2 separate regions of the Cricetulus griseus genome follow, and region 1 is linked to region 2. A link is a contact called in public Hi-C data. All regions are on one chromosome and are shown on one strand. Each heading gives the region's core, a stretch centred on a gene start, on an enhancer-like site or on the middle of the called end of the contact. The rest is flanking DNA. Distances are from core to core; before and after follow the strand shown.

Region 1 (7,122 bases), core at 82-2,581, 660 kb after region 2:
AATAGATATTTACAGTAGGTAGCTGACAGGAAAGGCGAAATCAATTTTCTCCAGTGGAGTGTCACGGGGTATGTCAACCATACTCTAGGACAGTCTCCATGTACAGAAGCGGGTGGCCAACACAAAATTCTGTGTGTATGTGTGTGTGTGTGTGCATGTACATGCGCGTTGCTTTATTATTTTTGTGTTTGTTTTGACTTTGTAGAGGGGCTGGGGATGAAGGCGGCAAAGAGGTGGGGTTGGAAATACGAGCAAAATAAAGTGCATTTTTTAAAAAAGTAAAGAACGTTGTTTTTACTAAGCCACTGAGAGCATGGATCTCTGAAATTCCTAAACGTTGTTTACCAAAGGCTGAAAACAGATTTATGAGAAAACCGGGCGCTTTGGGGAACTGTCCCTTAGCCTGAGATAAAAGGTGGACACTGAGTCACGCGGCTTTTACTTTCCGCATTATCCTCAAGATACATCCAAAACCAAAACAAAAGCCCAGGCACTCTGGTGAAGTTGTCACCGGACGGACACTGCCGACGTGGGGAAGGGGCGGGGCTGGCCTTTGGCGGCTTTTCCTTAACCAACTGTTGTGTGCAAAGCCACGCCACCGACACCCTGGCGAAAACAGAAAGTAAAACCCGAATCGTGCTTTCAAGGGCCGAGACAAGTGCTTCTCCGGGGCCTTGGACGACGCCCGCGGCTGCCAGGAGGCGCCTATGCGAGTGGGAGATGAGACGGGGGCGACAGGCCCGCGGCTGGCACGGGAGGAACTCAGCACGGGGCCGCCTCGTACACCGCTAACTTTGCAGAGGTTTCCAGAAGCGGAACTTACAGCCAGAAATCAACCCCCATGGGTGGGAAGCAGCAAAACAAACCAACAAAAACCTACTCCGACACCACTTCCATTTCCGCCCGACGGGGCGAGTCAGCGATCAAAGATGGAGAAACAACCACGGGCCTTCCGCACCAACGCCCTTCTAGTGCGCAAGCGCGGCGGACGCCCCGCCCCTCGCGCTCCCGCCAAGAGACGCGGCGCGCGCGTCGGAAGTCCGAGCTTGCGAGGGTGCACCGCCTTGCTCTTCCGCGCCGAGGCCTGGCGCTGGCAGTCCGGTTCCGGTTTAGCCCCGCCCTCGCGCGGGAACATGCCAGAAGGCTTAATATCCGGGACGGGAATGCGCACTTCCGGTGGCGCCTCTTCCCATCTCCCTTGAGGCCCAGGCTCTGGCTCTCGGTGCGGCAGCGCCATCTGGCGTCGCGTGTTCCTCCTGCGGCGGAGGGGCTCGCTTCCTCCCCTCCGAACCTTCCAGAGACGCCGCGGCCCCGGGTAGGCTTTACGCACTCCGCCAGAAGGGCGGGACCTCAGACTCCGCCCCTGACGAGTTCCCGCGCGGGAAGGGTTTTGCGGTTACTCCGAACGGAAACAGTTGGAGTCCCGATGTGGAACGGTCCTCAGGCGGCAGGAAGTCGGCTTTTTCCCGTGATTTCAAGCCCCAGGAACACAGTTCCCGTTTCCTTTTGTTCTGCTCTCTGGTTCCTCATTTCCGGGCCGCAGCCTGTGTTCTTCGGTTCACTCTGAGTGGACCGAGGTCCTCCATTTTTCGTTTTACAGAGATGACTCTATTTCGTACCTTCATTAGCCTGTGCTGTAAAAAGCTTTTGCTTCCTTCCAAGTGGGTGTTGCGAAAACGAGCAACATTGGGGATTGAAAATTAGAAAAATTAATAGATGTTTTAAAACAAGACAGTCTCACCAGGTTTAGCTCAGAAATGTGGAGTATACACTATATTTGCATGGCTTATCTCCTTTAAATAAAATTCCCCTGAAAGGGGAAAACTAAACTCAAAGGCTTCACTTATAATAATTTAAAAATAAAGGGACCAGACCCTCACTCAGCTGCCTGCTTTAGCAGCCATGACAGGCTACAGAAAAGACAAGTAGGCCTCTGACACAAGGAAACTCTAGATCCTTTGGCCTCCTGGAGCCTAGGGCCAAAACTAAACACGAAGAAACTCCAGACCCTCCTCCCCGCTCCCCCAACCTCGTAGGTACTTGGTTCCTGGGAACTGTTTGGCCACAAAAGAAACTCCAGGGGAGACCGATACCTCCCCTATAGTGTCCAGGATACAGTTCTGAAAACTATTAGTATCTATGAACAACAGGCCACCTGAAAGTAACAAGACAAAGCCATAGAAACCACAGAATGTTCCCTCTCCGCACTGACCAATGAGAATACCTGGTACACAGGTATTTCATGCCAAAATATGACTTTGAGAAATTTCTTGATTGTTCCCCAAATGTCAACCAATCAGAAATCAACCCATCACTCCTGATGGAATCCTGTTACTTTTGTCTTTAAAACCTAGCAATAGACAGAGAACTTCACCCCCTCTGGAGGCTGCTATGTTAGCTTGCTAGACAGGGTCCCTCCCGAGGTGTAGGATAAACAATTTAATAAACCTGATGCATTTGCATCGGTGGTCTGTCACCCTGGTCTCCTTGGGGGATCCTTGTGACTTGGGCACAACACCCCAAAGTTAGAAAATCAACATGCCATTTCTCTTTAAGAATTCATGTTTGAAAAATCCAGATTTTTTTAGACCTGAAGCATTCTTAGCTATTGTTTTCAATACTGTATATGAAGACACACAGTGCAAATCAGTGAAATGTCCCTTAGAAGGGGACATTTGTCACTGTCACTTGTCACTAGGCGTTTTTGGTCCAGCAGTGGTTTTCCTACTTGCAGAAGCATTCAAATTTAGAAGGCTTTTAAGAAGCCTGTTCACTATAGTTTATAACTGGGAGAGTCAACGTGGAAGAAGAGCTGGGTGGGTAAGGCACACATTAAAATAATTTAGAGTTCAGGATGGCTTTGTTGAGAGCACTCTTGCTGGTATTGCTATATTGACACTGAAACCTGACTAATTAGTAGTAGCCTTTCCACCTGGTGCCATGGAAGTGAACTAAGCACTAAAACCATGAAGTTTGTAAATACATGCTCATATTAGGAAAACTAGTTCATATAATTATACTCTGTGATAGAGGGTGCTGTAATACCAGGCATACTACATATTTCAATTATGATGATGTCATTTTTTTCTTCTCTGTTTCTTGAAAATTATTGAAAGCTCAGAAAGGACAAAATCATTTCAATGGACACATTTTAATTTTTACCCTCCAGAAGGTAATTTAAAAAAAAAAAAAACCTCTCATTTTCTAACTGGTAATTCCTTGTTTCACCGAGTCATTGGCCCTTACACCTACTATGCAATCTAAAATGAACACACGGCTTTAGTTTGTAGAGAGCAAGCTTGCTGAAGCCTTTGCATTCCTAGTTTGACAATGGCATTTGACCCTAATCTATCAATAAAATGCCCTGCTCTCTGTAACTTTTCACTTTGATCCCAATGGAAATATAGATATCCCTACATAGGTTTGCTGTGTTCATACTGATGTGATTTCTAAAAGTGGTTTGTTTAGGCTGTTTACCCAAGTAAGTGTGAATAAATAAAGTAAATAAATAAAGTAAATAAAGACCATGTTCCCTTTATTTACAAGTTAATGCATCTAACTGAAGACAACTGAAATAGTATCTTTGTAATGACTCAGTAGGACCTCCATTAGAAGGGTCTAGAGAGATGACTCAAGCTGCAACAGCAGCTTTGGCTGCTGTTGCAGAGGACCTGGGTTCAGTTCCCAGCACCCACATGGCACCTCACAACTGTCTGTAACTCCAGTTTCAGAGGATCCAATACAATGACTCTTGTGGCATCCAATGGCACCAGGCATGCACGTTGTACACAGGTATACATACAGGTAAAACACCTATACATTAAAAAATTAAGATAGGCTATTCTAAACCCATTGTTTTACCCATTAAATATGAAAAATGTGGAGTTCTGGGGTCCCTCTCTCCTTCCTTCCCTCCCTCCCTCTGACCTGAATGAGTCTCTAAAGAGACAGAGGGAGGTAACAGGGGAGAGCATAGGGTTTACCTTTTGTTCAAGTAATTGTCAACAACCATTTACACTAATGGAAGAAAAACACATTCTGCTCTTCATTTTAAACCCACCTTGCAGTGAAAGTGGTAATTTTCACTAATAATATTACTTTGCTGTATTTTGAGAGCTTTATTATATTTGTTGGTTAAATTTTTTATTATGACTATCAACATTGCCATTTATCCTAGACAGTTTTTTTTTTCAGTAGGTATTGCTGTGGAATAAACCTTCTGTACACTATGAATATATGTTACTCTCATTGGTTAATGAAGAACTGACTGGCCAGTAGCCAGGCAGGAAGTATAGGCTGGACAGCCAAAATTAGAATGCTGGGAGAAAGAAAGGTGAAGTCCGTGGAGTCGCCAGGAAACACAGAGGGAGTCAGGCATGCTGGAGGACAGGTAAAGCCGGAGCCACATGGCAATGTATTGATGAATAGAAATGGGTTAATTTAAGGTGTGAGAGCTAGTTAGTAGTAAGCCTGAGCTATCAGCTGAACATTTATAATTAATATTGAGTCAGTTATTTGGCAAGGAGGAAAAATCCACCTACAAGGCATCATATGAAATGATATTGAAATTTACTTTCAATACTGTTTGATGATATTTGACACAATGATTAGGACTTCTTCATTAAACTTTCTTCAAACTGAAATTCCTAGGATACTTGACACAATGGTTAGGACTTCTTTATTAAACTTTCTTCAAACTGAAGTTCCTAGGTGTGGTAGAGCACACCTGTAATCTAAGCACTCAGGAGGATCATGTTTCCAAAAACATTTTTAAAAGATTTATTTATTTGATATACAGTGTTTTGTCTCATGTATGCCTGCAATCCAGAAGAGATCTCATTACATATGGTTGTGAGCCAAAATGTGGTTGCTGGGAATTGAACTCAGGACCTCCAGGAGAGCAGCCAGTGCTCTTAGCCACTGAGCCATCTCTCCAGCCATCCAAAGCCTTTTTTTTTGGTTTTTCAAGACAGGGTTTCTCTGTGTAGCTTTGGAGTCTATCCTGGCACTTGCTCTGGAGACCAGGCTGGCCTCGAACTCACAGCAATCTGCCCGCCTCTGCCTCTGCCTCCTGAGTGCTGGGATTAAAGTCCCAAACCATTTTTAAAAAGTAATTTATATTATTAATTTCTTTGTGGGCCAATTTTTCTTTAGTTCATGTTCCCTAAAATTTCTAACACACAAATGAATGTTTAATGGACACCTGTAAAAAGAAGTATTTTTTTCCCAAGGAAAATTGAAAAGTTGATTCACAATGTCCTAGTTAATCTTTGCTATGGTCAGTGGTCTGTACAGCTGTTCAGGTTTTTATTTTAGTTGGCAATGCCTGATTCATGTGTGACTCAGACAGTGGACCAGAGTATCTGGTTTTGTTTTTTGTTTTGTTTTGTTTTTATCCTGAAAGTTCTGCCATTTTGTTGCTTCTAGTGGACTCTGTAGCCTTCATGCTGCCTAATAATGTGTTTAATGGTTCTCACCCTTTCTAGTCTTTTAGCTTGATACATTTTAAAATCTCATTCAAGTTGTCATTTCAAGCTGTTTTTGGGGAAATGAATTTAAATTAATACTGCGGAGTTCCTTTTAATGGCTCATGTTCCCCTATGGTGAGTTAAATTTATTATTGTGCTTTCAGAATGATCTTTCTTACTCATGATCAGTAGGAGACTACACTGCATGCATTCCAGAGTTAGCGGATCTGATTGGATTTATGGGTAAATTACAGCTTTCAGGGGGAGGATGGGGGAGGCCTTGAACTTGTGATCCTCTTTTCTCAGCCTCCTGAATGCTGGGGTTTCCAGGCATGTGCCACTAAAGTGAGAACATTGTAGCAGATGGTATGTTTTGGGATTATCAACATTTTAAGATTTCCACACTTTATATGCATAAAATATCTCATATATTTAATAAAGTATTAAAATGGATCTGTCTTCCAGATTCAGCAATGACAGGTGCAAGGCTACTTTCTGTTGCTGTGATAAACACCACAGACAAAAAGTAACTTAGAGGTAGGGGGCGGAAGGGGATCTATTTAGTCTTATACTTCTCTGCTATTCCTTGAACTGTCATTACCTAGACCCATCCACTTGTAGGTAACAGTTTACCATATTTAGTATCATAGCTCAGGAGACAGCTTGGTAGTTATGTCATGAGGACTGGAACTTGGATCCTCAGGGCCCACATAAATGATAGATGGGCATGGCAACCCACCTGCAATCCCAGAGCAAGCTGGGTAGGGAGTTGAGCCACATCAGTGAGCTCTGGCTTTGACTGAGAGACCCTGTCTCACTGAACAAGGTGGAAGATTGCCTACATCAAGCTTGGGTTGTACGTGAAGATACACCCACATACACATACATGTGCCTACACACAGGTAGACGTGTGTACACACATACACACAGTACACATCACAAAAATGGGAAAAAATGAGTGCTGAAAGGCAAGATATTTTTTAAAACACTGAAGGGAAAGATTTTCTAGGTAAGAGGCAGTGTTTAAGAGAAAGGGGTTTGGAAGTATTTATTGTTTTCTCCTGCCTATGGAACCCAGGGCAGCAAACACATGGCCAGTGCCACATAGGAGGAAGGGGCATTAGTCTTGCAAACCATGGGCCACTGTAGAGTGGCCCTTGTGTGCATCGTGATATTGCTGCAAGTGATTTTGAATAGGTCATGGCTAGGGTAGCCCAGGGAAAACCCACATAAACAGCTCCTGGTACACAGGCTGTGCACCATTTACAAATTCTTGGACTGGAGAGGTGGCATAATGGTTAAGAGCATGGCTGCTCTTGTTGAAGATCTTGGTTCAGTTCCCAGCACCCATAAGGCAGCTCACAACCATCCGTCACTCTGGTGCCAAGGAATCCAGAGTCCTCTTTGGCCTTCATTGGTACGGCATTACGTGGTGCACATGCACACATGCAGACAAAACATCCATATACATAGAAATTAAAAAATTCCTAAAACATCGAATTGCCTATTTTAATTTAAAAGTTCTGCTTCAGCGTGGTAGTACCGGTGGCTTAGCAGACACACAAAAACCAGAGATCCTTGAACACATAATTAGATCTGTCGACAATAGCTAGGTAGTTTTATAACTTTTGGACTGGCAGCCTGTTTTGCACAC
Region 2 (6,540 bases), core at 3,648-6,147:
CGAGGTACCACAACCACCTGTAACTTCTGTTCCAGGGGATCTGGTGTGGTTTTCTGGCCTCTACAGGCACCAGGTGTGCAACACTTACACATGTAAAATAAATACATCCTTAAAGTGATTTGCTTCACAGCTTCATACATGATCCTCTTCCATCCCTTTCCTGTCACTGAGTCCCACCCCTCACTTGCTTGTCTTTGGGGTGTCTCTGTGTGTTCCAAGAGAGGGAACCACATGAGGTTGTGATTATAGAATCAAACCAGCAAATGGAAATGTAGAATTTAAGAAAATTATTTGAGCCAGTTGGTAGTGGCACAAGCCTTTAATCCCAGTACTCAAGAGGCAGAGTCAGGTAGATCTCTGTGCGTTCTAGACTGGCCTGGTCTACAGAGCAAGTTCCAGGGCAGGCTCCAAAGCTACAGAGAAACCCTGTCTGGAAAAACCAAAAAAATTATTTGAAATATTTCAAACATTGAAGAAAATCTGTAAAGTATAAATGGCTGTAGGGACAGGGGAGCCTATTGGTCTTTCTTGGTTTGCTTTTTTTTTTTTTGTCTTTAAAGTTCAATTTATTTTTATTTTATGTATCTGTAGTGGACAGAAGAGGGCATCATATTCCCTGGAACTGGAGTTAGAGGTACTTGTGAGTCACCACATGGGTGCTGGAATTGTACCCAGGTCTTTTGCAAGAGCAGCCAGTGCTCTTAAACACGGAACCATCTTCCCAGTACAATTAAAAAAAAAATGTGTTTGCTGGCATGTACGTATGTGCACCACATGCACGCAGTACTCAAGGAGGCTAGAAGAGGGGGTTGAGTCCCCTGGAACTGGAGTTACTGATGGCTGTGGGCCACCATGTGAGTGTAGGCAATGCAAACCGACAAGAGCCACAAGTGGTGTTATCCACTGAGCTCTCTCTCTCTAGCCCTAGCTTTTGCTTTCCTTTATTGAATACTGCATTCTTGATTACTTTAACTGTAGTTATATTTTTTGTATCATGGGCTGAAAAGGTACACACAGTCTGATTATTTCTTTCATTCCCTGCAGTTTAGATCCATTTTCCTGGACTGCAAATGATAATTGTGGCATCCTTTTGTGGTCTCCTGGGAATTTAAGTCCTGCCACAGACTGCCAGCTATCATTGGAATGGACTTTGGGACATGCCTTGAGTTAGGTGAGTCTCCTTGTTTCCCAATGAGCTGTCCAGCTTGCTTTGTGATGTGTAGTAAACACTCTGCTGCAGTTGGGAAACCATTTATAGTTTGTATAGGTAGCATTCAAAATGCCATAGGACAACGGAGGTCTATTTAGGGTAGATCTGGTATCTTCCAACTTCCTCCTAATCTCTTTAACTTTAACTTTGGACCCCACTGATAATAGCTAGATAACAAAAATAGGTATGATGTGGTTGGCAGAACAGTGTCTCCCAAAGATACTCCTGTAGAACCTTTTAATATGTGAGGGGACATCACTGTTAAAGATGAAATAAAGCTTTCTTATCACCTGATCTTAAGATAGGGGGATTATTCTGGATTTCTCACCTGGGCCTGAGTAATCAGGGATTGAAAAGTGGATGAGATGGGTAGAAGGGAGCAGAGAGAGAGACTTGTGGCAAAGGAGACAGCTTAAAGATATGCTGCGGTATTGACTTTGAAGGCAGAGAACAGACATGTACTGACAAAGTCAGTGTCCCTTAGGCAAGGAAAGGCCTCTATCCAGCATCTTGTCCAGTGGTCTGGAGAAGGGACCACAGCCCTGTGGACCCCGAAGTATTAGCTCAGGGAGACACCTGTCAGGCTTCTGAGCTCTAGCCAAGAGACAATTGATGTTGCTCTATGCTACAAGCCTACACTAATTTGCTATGGCAGCAAACATGAACCAGGCCAGATGAGGACTGGATGTGTACTTTTCATGATCAAAGAAAGTTGTAACCGTGTCTGTATAAGACCAGAATTTTTACACCATTCCTTCTCCCAGGAATAGAAAATACAACTGAATTTTGGAATACTTCCAATTCCTAGTTATCTGAAACTATATCCCATCAGTTATTGTATATTGGTGAATTTCAAGTTGGCTATTTTAAAATCCCCAAATATGAAGAATGTTTTTGTTTTGTGAGGATGGAGAGATGGCTCAGAGGTTAAAAGCACTTGCAGGGCTGGAAAGATGGCTCAGGGGTTAAGAGCACTGGCTGCTTTCCCAGAGGTCCTGAGTTCAATTCCCAGCAACCACATGGTGGCTCACAAACATCTGTAATGAGATCTGGTGTGTGCAAGCATGCATGCAGGCAGAACAGTGTTGTATACATAATAAACAAATGAATATTTAAAAAAAGAGCACTTGCAGCTCTTTCAGTGGACCTGGGCTTAGTTCCCACCACTCACATGGTGGCTTCCAGCTTCCTATAACTCCAGTTCCAGGGGCTCTGACACTGTTCTGACCTCCAGTCTGGACTCATTTGATGGCACTATTGGGAACTGGTGGAAACTAGGATGGGAACTATCATCTGAGTTAAAAGTCACAGGGGCCAGGCCCTGGCAATATAAACTGTCTTCAGAGCTAGGTCTCTTTGGCTGCTTTTGGGCAGCCAACCATAGATAGAAACCTCTCAGTCCATGAACCAAAATAAATCATCTTTCCTTATCAAGTATTTTGGTGCAGTGTTGAAAATTGATTAATGCATGGTAAAACTGGCAGCACCTCGGCAAATTATGACAACTTGAAAAATCTCAAGCCCTACCCTGTCCACATATAAGATGAAAAAATAACATTCTTAACCAAGCTCACCCCCAACAGAACTATTTACTGAACACTCATTACATGCTAAGGGCCTGTCATACATTAAACAAGAGAGATCATGGCAGTGAGTAGCCCCAACATGTTTGCTTTCACTCTGTTTCTCCTAAGAAACTTACTTGGTTTGTGTCTTTAGTGGGGTTCAGAATTGAGAGGAAAAAGAAAATAACAAAGAGCTGGGCATTTCTTCCTTCCTTCCTTCCTTCCTTCCTTCCTTCCTTCCTTCCTTCCTTCCTTTCTTTCTTTCTTTCTTTCTTTCTTTCTTTCTTTCTTTCTTTGAGACAGGGTCCCATTATGTAGCTCTGACTGTCTGGAACTCACTGTGTAGACCACACCAGGTTGGCCTTGAACATGCCCCTGTCTCCCAAGCGCTGAGATAAAGGTGTGTGGCACCTCGATCAGTGAAAGAGCCAGAGCTTTTTTTTTTTTTTAAGATATTTCGGGGGAACTTTAAAGTTGTATAGGAAACTTCCTAAGGCTTAGTGGATGGGTAAAATGGGTAGTTCTGGCTACCAAAATAGTGGATGGCGAAGACAAGCAGAGCTGTCCCAGGAACTGGCTGCAAGAGGAAATGAGTAGGTGTGAGTGTCTGAGGTGTGAGTATCTGAAGGTGCTTGGCCTGCCAGGCTTTACAGCTTTTCTTTCCTAGCACAATAAGCTTGGCTTGTAACCCTGCACTGCCTATCTTTTGTTTGGAACGATACATATCCCAGCATAAGCTACTAATTCACCTTTTGTTTGTTCACGGTTGAAACGAACCCTCTGAAACAGTTAGTGCCAGACACTTGATAGCAGGGAGATCCTGCTCACTGCAGGGATGGACCCTACCAAAGGGCAAAAAGAGAGCAGTTAGTCAGCTCAGGGAGGGCCCTGGGGTGAAGAGAAACATCCATCCTAGCTCACCCAGTCCACAGCTGCAACAGGGAGGCCAGAAGTGGCAAGGGAGGACAAATCTCATTTTCCGGATGGGGAATTCTGTGAGCGGTGGGATGTTTTGTTACAGGTTCAACAATGGGTCCCTAGGTCAGCCACCTCCTGAGGAAGCAAGGAGACATCAATGCTCCTTTCATTTTACACAGCCGGGCTGAATCCCGGGTTTAAGACATCACACAAGGTGGTACGCAACTTTAATTCCAGCATTTGGGTGGCAGAGGCTGGTGGGTCTCTGCGAGTTCCAGACCAGCCAGAGCTACATAGTGAGACCCTGTTTAAATAACAACAAAAACATAAACAAAAACAGCCAGGAGTGGTGGCACAATACCTTTAACCCCAGCACTCGGGCGGTAGCGGCAGGATTGAAGCCAGCATGACTTACATAGTGATTCCAGGTTAGTCAGTGCTGCATAGTGAGACCCTGTTCTCAAATAAAACAAAGTACACTCCCTTCCCCCGGGGTAGGGTGGGAGGAAGGGGAGAGCTGAACATAAGACATATGCCAATACTAGGGAGGCAGAGGCAGGTAGATCTCTGAACTCCAGGCCAGCCTGGTCTACATAGTGAGTTGAAGGCCAGCCTGGTGAACACAGGGCTTCATAGTGAGACCCTGTCAAAAAACGGACAGAAAAGTCGGACGGTGATGACACACTCCTTTAATCCAGCACTCAGGAGGCAGAGGCAGGCGGATCTATGAGTTCGAGGCCAGCATGCTCTACAGATCTAGTTCCAGGTCAGGATTCAAACTATAGAGAAACCCTGTCTCGAATCCCTCCCTCCCCCCCCCAAAAAAAAAGGAAAAACAGGAAAGAAAAAACCCAAAAGCCAGCGGCCTACAGCAATCTACACATTTCCCGCCAAAGCTTGGGAGGCTGTGTCAATCTTGAGAACGCACTGACAGCTGTCCATCTCGCTGCTGCCAGGGAGACAGCGGCGCCCGCGCGGGCAGGGCGGAGCCTGCGCGTGCGCGCCGCCTGGCGGGAGGCGGAGCCCAGGGCTCGGGCTAAGGGGCGCATGCGCGCGCGCCTGGTCACGAAGCCGTGTGGCCGGCAGGGGGCGCTGGGGACCCGCGCGCAGCTCTGCCTGCCCCCCGGGCGCCGTCCGCCGCGGTTCGATTGGAGCAGCCGCGGAGCAGCTCTTGGCGCCATTTTGAAGCGGAGAGGAGGAGGAACGGCCTGGACTGGCTGCGGAAGGGGAGGGGGGGAGGAGGCGATTGGATGCGGCGGCGGCGGCGGCGGCGGCGGCGGCGGCGAGGGCGGCGGATCCCGGAGAGCGGCGGAGCGCGGGGAGTGTAGGATCCGGGCAGCCGGAGGTAGGAGCGATTCGGGTAACGGAAAGGGAGCGCCTCTTCCTTGCCTCGGCGCTCCACGCTCCATTTTCCAGCGGGGCGTGCGCGCGTGGAGCCGCCGCCCGCCGAGCCTCGCGTGTCCCGGTGTCCTCGGGGGCCGCGGGGGCCGGGGCCGGGGGGCGGGGAGGCCTCGGGCCGCCGCTCGCGCCGGCCGGGAGTGACCTCTGCGGGGGCCGCCGCCGCCGCCGCCGCGCCCCTCCCCCTCCCCGCCTCCCGAAGAGAAGCCCCCCGCGCGGCTTCCCCCTTCCGGCTACCCGAGGGCCGGGCGCGAGGGGAGGCGCGCTCGCCGCGCTGCTCGGGAGTCGGGGGAACTGTCTGTGAGCCGGCCGAGCGACTCCCCGGGTGAGCACGGGTGCAGCCCCACGGCGGTGCGGAGGGCGAGCGGTGCGGGCTCGCCCGCCTCTGCACCGTTATTCCACTGACACTTGAAAAGTTTGCGGTCCGGGAGAAGCCCAGGCGGCGGCGACGGCGGCTGTGGCTGTGGGTCTGCTTTTTGTTTTGTTTCGGTTTTTGCTCCGTACGTTAAAGACTGCTGTTAGCACGTAGTAGCAGGCATGTACCGTGCAGCCGACAGGTGTTTGCAGGGCTGACTCTGCACCCCGAAATTCAGCACCTGCTCTTCAGAGCTGCATGCTATTCCGGTGTGAGCTCCGGAGAGGTTTGAAACAGGAGTGATCCGTCCGCTCCATCCTCAAGAACCCGACTAGAGTTAACAGTCCTCCCACCCCCTTTTTTGATCTCGAAAGAACGCTCATCTGATACTTGTGTTAGGAACGGGTGGGTGGCAGTACTGGCTCCAAGGAGCGGTCTCTCTGTTGAATACTTGTGGAAGCGTTGAATGTAGTGTTTCATTTTGAAGGTTGGTCTGGGGCCCGGAGAGAGTTGGGGAGCCCTTTATACATACCTCCCTAATAGCCTTTAAAAAGCCACGTGTAATTTAGCTGCAGGAGGTGGGCTGTAGCTAAATCATAGTGACTGAAATCGTGAATGGCAGTATAAGCATTGTTCTCAACGCACGAAGGTAAGAGTTCCAGGAGGGGATATTTTTTTGTGTTAACTCTTGTAGAAGTCAAGTAAAATAGCACAAACTCGGGCTTCATCTCATGTGCTGTGCAGTAGTCATGTCAGATGTTAGTGTTTGGGGGACAGTAAAATGAATACTTGTGTGGTATGGCAGGTCAGTGTGGGACAGTTAATCTTCCTCCTCATGGTGACAGCATAAAACCGAACTGGATTTCCAGCGGTGAACTTGGAGGTAAAAGTTACATGGCACATGATGAGATTAATACGATAAATTTATTCTCAAAACTTAAATATGAGTCTTTTCAGGGGTGGGGTGGAGGGTAGTATCTCCAGACTAACCTGGAACTGGCAGTCCTCCTGGCTTGATGTGCTGGGATTACACCACCACACCCAGCTCATAAAACACATCTTGAAACAAAACGTTATTTCTTTGAACTCGGTAT

Evidence for each region. Hi-C and Micro-C count contacts between places; a contact is called where the count stands out from the background.
Region 1: a Hi-C map of the CHO-K1 cell line shows a contact between it and region 2, with 6 times the contacts expected there. The contact joins the enhancer-like site here to the promoter of Pds5b in region 2. A contact is called at or near these places in 4 of 8 Hi-C or Micro-C datasets (the CHL-YN cell line, the CHO-K1 cell line and liver).

Annotation. Positions count from the first base shown.
Region 1 is chr4:87,130,285-87,137,406 of CriGri-PICRH-1.0, forward strand. No RefSeq gene overlaps it. Among named protein-coding and RNA genes, the nearest start is that of Rfc3, 100 kb to the right of the region's middle. Within about 2 kb of position 1,332, at least 4 of the 6 cell types and tissues checked have open chromatin away from gene starts, as enhancers often do. A contact at or near this core is called in the CHO-K1 cell line, where this site is marked.
Region 2 is chr4:86,462,843-86,469,382 of CriGri-PICRH-1.0, forward strand. Pds5b (sister chromatid cohesion protein PDS5 homolog B) reads left to right here and starts at 4,898. Exons shown (of 35, transcript XM_035443193.1): 1 at 4,898-5,038.